Regions from separate parts of the Mus musculus genome. Here region 2 is linked to region 1. Evidence: chromatin contacts called from public Micro-C data. All regions are on one chromosome and are shown on one strand. The core of a region is the stretch at or near the end of the contact, and the rest is flanking DNA. Distances in the headings are between cores, read along the strand shown.

Region 1 (2,620 bases), core at 63-2,562:
GGAAACTACACTACAAAATATACAATTGGGTGCACCGAGGTCTGGTTCAGGCTTTTAAAAGCAACTTAGAGTTGAAAGTTGAAAACATCCTCTAGGCAATTCAAAGAACAGACTTTCCTCAGCTTTGAAATCACTAAACACAAATGTTTTATTCAACTAACACTCACACATTTCTGTAGGGTAAGACAAAGACTGGCTTTTCTCCAGCGAATTTTAACTTTAAAATATTTTTAAATGCCAATACCACTCATTCTGTCCATAATTCATCCTTCAGATTCCTGCAATGTGAACACTAAGGCAGTTAGTTCTCCTCCTTGATAGTACTCTGTAAGCAAACAGAAGTCTTTCATGTCAGAGAAAAGAGACGCCATGAGCAAATCAAAGAGGGAATAAACATGAGCTTCCCTGTTGGCACGCACAGTAGCACACACCTATAATCCCAGCACTAGGGAGGTTAAGGTAGGAAGATCAGAAACTCAAAGTTATCCTCTGCTACTCAATGATTTAGACGTCTTCTTGCATACATGAGAACCTGTCTCAAATCGAAATCTAGATCCAAACACAACCAAACAAACCTCATGTGCCACAGAGAAGCTGCCCCAGTTTATCACTAGTCATCAGTAATGCGACAAGAAGTAAGAAAAGATAAGTTTTAAATAAACAATGTGTACAAGTTTCTCTCTTGGTTTCCTTCTTGGTTTTTTTTTTTGTTGTTTTTTTGTTTTTTTTTTGTTTTTTTTTTTTTTTTTTGGTAACAAAAATGTATGTCCACCCTTAATCCATTTATGCTGGTAATAAATGGAGTAAAATTTTTTGCAGTGGTATTTTTATCTCCCTTAAAGTTCATGAGAACAAAATAAAAGCCAAAACAGAACAAAGCCTTACCCTTCCTTTGTTAAGTGTTTCTTGTGCTTCTAACTTATAAACAAGGAAATCTAGGAAAGATAAAAATAGAGAAAGTAAAGTATAAGTTAGTCTATTTAAAAACCTTTAAGCATCTCTGAGAAAAAAATGCTATATACTTTACTCAGATTTACAAAAAGATAACCAGTTTTTTTCAAATCAACATACCTAGTGATTTATGTACATCATGTTACCTCTGGAAGCTTTGGAAAACAGATGACAAAGCTTATAGTTTTCCACTCTCCCTGCTGTCTTCAAGCCCTGCATCACCAGAATCGATGGCAAGTGACTAATAGCACACTTACAATATCTCTGTGAAATCTGCCTTTGAAAGCGGAGAGGGTGCATTTGAGACAAGGGTGATTTATAGCTACCCACTAGAGGGCACACTAAATTCCTTCAGGAACTGAAACGGCAATCAAGCCGTCTTTAATGCTCTGAAACTTTATTATCCACTAGATGGCTCTATAAAAACACTCTGCAATGGAAGACCTGGCAAAGACAAGTCTGAAAGCATTTCTCAGAATGATTAAGTCTGTGCATCCTATGAGTCAGGAGAGGGTTACATAGTACCCAGCACCCACCCCACACTCACCAAAGGAGCCAAGGGTTTACATTCCAAGATTCATCACAAAACATGAATGCATCAGACCTAAGAGTGCAGATAACTTCCAGTACTTGGATGCTAGAGTGTATGCTTGCTTCAAAAGCTCTGACAAAAAGCAATGTGTTAAGTGGTAATTCCTATCTGAACAGCTGGGCTAGGCAAATGTTTCATGAACTTATAGTAACACCTGCTTCATTCAGAAGATTCCAGGTAGAAGGTCAACTCACTGAGTTACAAACTTACATAAACAGTGTCATGTTCTAAACAATGTATGTTTTCCAAACCCCAACCATCAACAGAGGTTTGGTGCAGTGAGGGAATGTCAGGGTGGGAAGGAAGGAGTGGGTGGGGGTAGGGGGGGCACCCTCATAGAGGCAGGGGGAGGGGGCATGGAACAGAGGGTTTCCAGAGGGGAGGCCTGGAAAGGGAATAACATTTGAAAGGTAAATAAAGAAAATATACAATAAAAATATTTAGAAGGGAAGTCATGTGTTAATTTTGATATAATTTGTATGGCAATGTACACAGTCCATGAAGGCTGCAGAAACAGAAGGGAAAGCTTCTAAACACAGTCCTGAGCCTCTAATACAGCCGGTTCTCTACAGGAATGAAGGAAATGAAGCCCTTTGAGTCATGACCTGGTGATGAAGCTCACACATCTTCCACTTGCTATCTGTCTTGAGTTCCCAAAGGAGAAGAAAGGGCTACTTCCCCATGACAAAGACTATATAAAATGTCTGCACTGTGTATAACACATTTATTGACAGCTCTTTCTCGGCCCACTTATAGCACTGGCTTCAGGCAGATTTGAGAGACAGCTTAACAACAACAACAACAACAACAACAACAAAATACAAAACCAAATGCATCATAGTTCAAATTCATGCTACATCAAAGAAGGGTAGGAGGAAATATCAGGGCACAAGCTCATATTGTCTTACCTTCCTTTGCTTTCTTGTGTTCAAGCCTTTCTTTTTGCAAAGATTTCTCTAATCTTGATCTGTGTTCATATACAACTGGAAGAGAAAGAGTTACATTTGTCAGGGAACTAAAGGGTCCAGAGTAAAATTAGCAGCAATTTTTAAAACTTAAAACAGTATAGGGCACACA
Region 2 (2,620 bases), core at 35-2,534, 47 kb after region 1:
GTGTATATAGTCTCTTTTTTCCCCCCTTGAAAAAGAACACGGGTTAGAAAATGTCTGCATAATTCTTTATGTCTACAAACCAAGGCTTGCCTCTTGGGAAAGGATTGGCAGATGTAGCAGAAGGGCTGTTTGCCTAGATTGCAGCTGGGCCTTTGACAAGTGCTTCGGGTAAAAGACTTGGTGTTGTATGTACCCACCAAACGCCAGGCAGGACCGTGCGCTGGTGCTGTGGATTTCAAAGATAACTCCTGGGAGGAAGCTGGAAAATCAGGATATTATCTCCCACACATACGCTCAGAAGCCAACATCCCCGCGGCCGCTCCCTCAGATGCGCCAGAAGGTCAATGAGTGGTACCTGCAAAGCCAACTAACTATCCACCAAGCTACTTTTCCAGCACCAGCACCAGCTCAGAGAGAAGTTGGCGGTGCGCTTCCCCTTAACTGTACCTTGCAACTGGGCAGAGAGAGAGTCCTGGTGCTGCTGGTACTTGAGCGCCACTGCCTCAGCTTTGCGCAGCTGCGTCTGCAGTTCCAAGTAGAGCATCGCGCCATAGAGGAAGCCGAAGACCACCGTGAGAAGCAGCAGCGTCTGGAAGATCCGCTTCTGCTTTCGGGAGCACATCCCGTTTCCCATAGTCCCTCCTGTGCCCCGCGCTGCGGCGGCGGGAGCCGTCGTGTCCTCGGTCCTCGGCTGCGTCGGACAGCTCAGCAACGGCCACCGCGAGAAGTAGCTGGACACGGCATGAGCAGAAGACGCGAGACACAAAAGCCGGACCAGAGAGGAAGAGGCGGCCGCTCAGCCCCCGCGGCCGGCTGGGCGCCAGGTCATCGACGCCACCCGGCCAGCAGCCACCAAACTTCTGCGATGTCGGATTTCCGCGAGTGGCTGGGCCCGCGTGGAGTCTCTTTGCATACTTCAGAGCCCGCTGCCCTTGCTACTGGTCCCCGCGCGCAGCCGGCTTGGTTTTCCCTACTCCCCACTTTTTGGCCTCGCTGTCCCCACCGTCAGTCCCCGCCCCTCGCGCCGGCTCCCGCTGCTGGACTTTGTCGCTACCACTGGTAGGGGACGCGCGCCCAACAAAGGGACCTGGCTCCAGGCGGCGTCCCCTTGAACGGTCCCTCGGTATTGATGAAGAGATGGGGACTGGTTGGTCTGGTCAGGTTAAGGGGGGTGGTGGGCTGGTGTCACTGATCTGGAAGCTCCAGCCGCCCGCCACCTCCCACCCAACTTACGTGTCACCCACGGCCCCGCTATCATGGCCAACGGGATTCCGGGAGGAAGTCCCACTCGGGCTCCCCGCTCATTGGGCCCGCGCAAGCCACCGCTCCCTCCTTTCGGGGAGCTAATGCTGGGCTCCATTGGACGCCAGCTTTGTCCGTCCCGCCCCGGGCCGCGCCTACCCTCTCAGCTCTGGGCAGGCTCTGAGCTCCGTGGGCCGCGCGGCCGCCTGGCGCCTGGGTGCGCCCACGTGGAGCCTGGATGGGTGCGGAGGGGTGGAGGAGCCTGGTTGGGAGGGCTAGGGACTTGTCCTGGCCTGAGGCTTGGTGATCATTGCGCATGTGTGTGCATGTATGTCCCAGCACTTGGAATGCACGTGGAGCAAGAGTACAGTGCTTATATGCACACCAACAACCGCAAAGCAACCGTGGGTGCACTCTGCTTAGCCCTGCTCATTTCTTACCCTACATAATGAGTTCAGCTTATGAACACTTTGTTCTTCTCACATTCTCTCAAGGACTGCCTACTGAGTCTTGTCCCATTAGAGGCACTAGGCTATGTGCAAAAATGGTAGAAAGTAAGCTGGGACCCTGAAGCTCACTTGACTGTCTACATGGGGTGGGGAAAGCACTTTGTTGGCAGAAGGAAAGAAATGATCTCATGTTTCCTCTGGCTGCAAATGGAATAATTTTAAAAACAAATCTTACAGGCTGAAATGAGTATGCATTCATCTTGCTGTGTGTATTTCTCTTAATGGTAGCAGAAAAAAAAATCAGTTACATTTTTAAATTACATTTTCAAGGCCAGCAAAACCCACTACGTTTAACAAAAAGTTAGACAGGCATAATAACGCCAAACCACTTCAAAGAAATCCACAGTGCATTTCTTTCTTCAATATAATCAGGGTGTGTGTGGAATTGAGGTTATGCATAAATGATAAATTTGTTTCTCCTCTTGACCTGAATTCTAAGAGAAATAAATTATTTCTGAAAAGTATCAGTTGTGCAGTGGCACTTTTACATTCTGCATATTGCATTCTACATATTTTTTTGTGATATCCTGCCCGTGTTTTAGTCATCACAATTAATTATGGGGAATGAGTGCTTTAAACGAAGGAGATCTGCTTAAACCAGATTCATTTTCAAGACAGTTCCTGTGTTGAATGTTTTTAGGTCAGTCCTGAAATCATAGGTTAACAAGAGCCACACAGGCAGACCAGGGCATTTCTCTCACTGTAAAAAATAAGTGAGACTGGTGGTATATGCACTTAGCTAATAAAAATCACATTATGTTGGTTCCAAATGCTCTTACACTGAATCTTAGCCAGGACATTCGATTTACGAGTTGGAAACAAAGAATCTAAATTTGGCCAATATGACCATAATACTTGTAGTCTCTTCT

The links. A called contact is a pair of places that touch in the nucleus more often than the background predicts.
Region 2: a Micro-C map of granulosa cells shows a contact between it and region 1, with 1.9 times the contacts expected there. The contact joins the promoter of Golim4 here to the enhancer-like site in region 1. A contact is called at or near these places in 12 of 39 promoter capture datasets (the 3T3-L1 cell line, 3T3-L1-derived adipocytes, the HPC-7 cell line and 6 more), 3 of 15 datasets of contacts at CTCF or cohesin (the NIH/3T3 cell line, liver and pro-B cells), 47 of 484 Hi-C or Micro-C datasets (the 3T3-L1 cell line, 3T3-L1-derived adipocytes, the C10 cell line and 34 more), 16 of 115 datasets of contacts at active chromatin or transcription factors (CD8 T cells, the SCID.adh cell line, astrocytes and 13 more) and 3 of 9 other capture datasets (adipose tissue, liver and pancreatic islet).

Annotation. Positions count from the first base shown.
Region 1 is chr3:75,909,124-75,911,743 of GRCm38.p6, forward strand. It overlaps Golim4 (golgi integral membrane protein 4), which reads right to left. Exons shown (of 16, transcript NM_001291069.1): 2 at 2,452-2,526; 3 at 886-935. Among named protein-coding and RNA genes, the nearest start is that of Golim4, 47 kb to the right of the region's middle. Within about 2 kb of position 1,313, at least 38 of the 459 cell types and tissues checked have an H3K27ac peak or open chromatin away from gene starts, as enhancers often do. A contact at or near this core is called in CD8 T cells, the MNK3 cell line, adipose-derived mesenchymal stem cells and 4 more, where this site is marked.
Region 2 is chr3:75,955,665-75,958,284 of GRCm38.p6, forward strand. Golim4 (golgi integral membrane protein 4) reads right to left here and starts at 1,285. Exons shown (of 16, transcript NM_001291069.1): 1 at 448-1,285. The coding sequence starts at 634.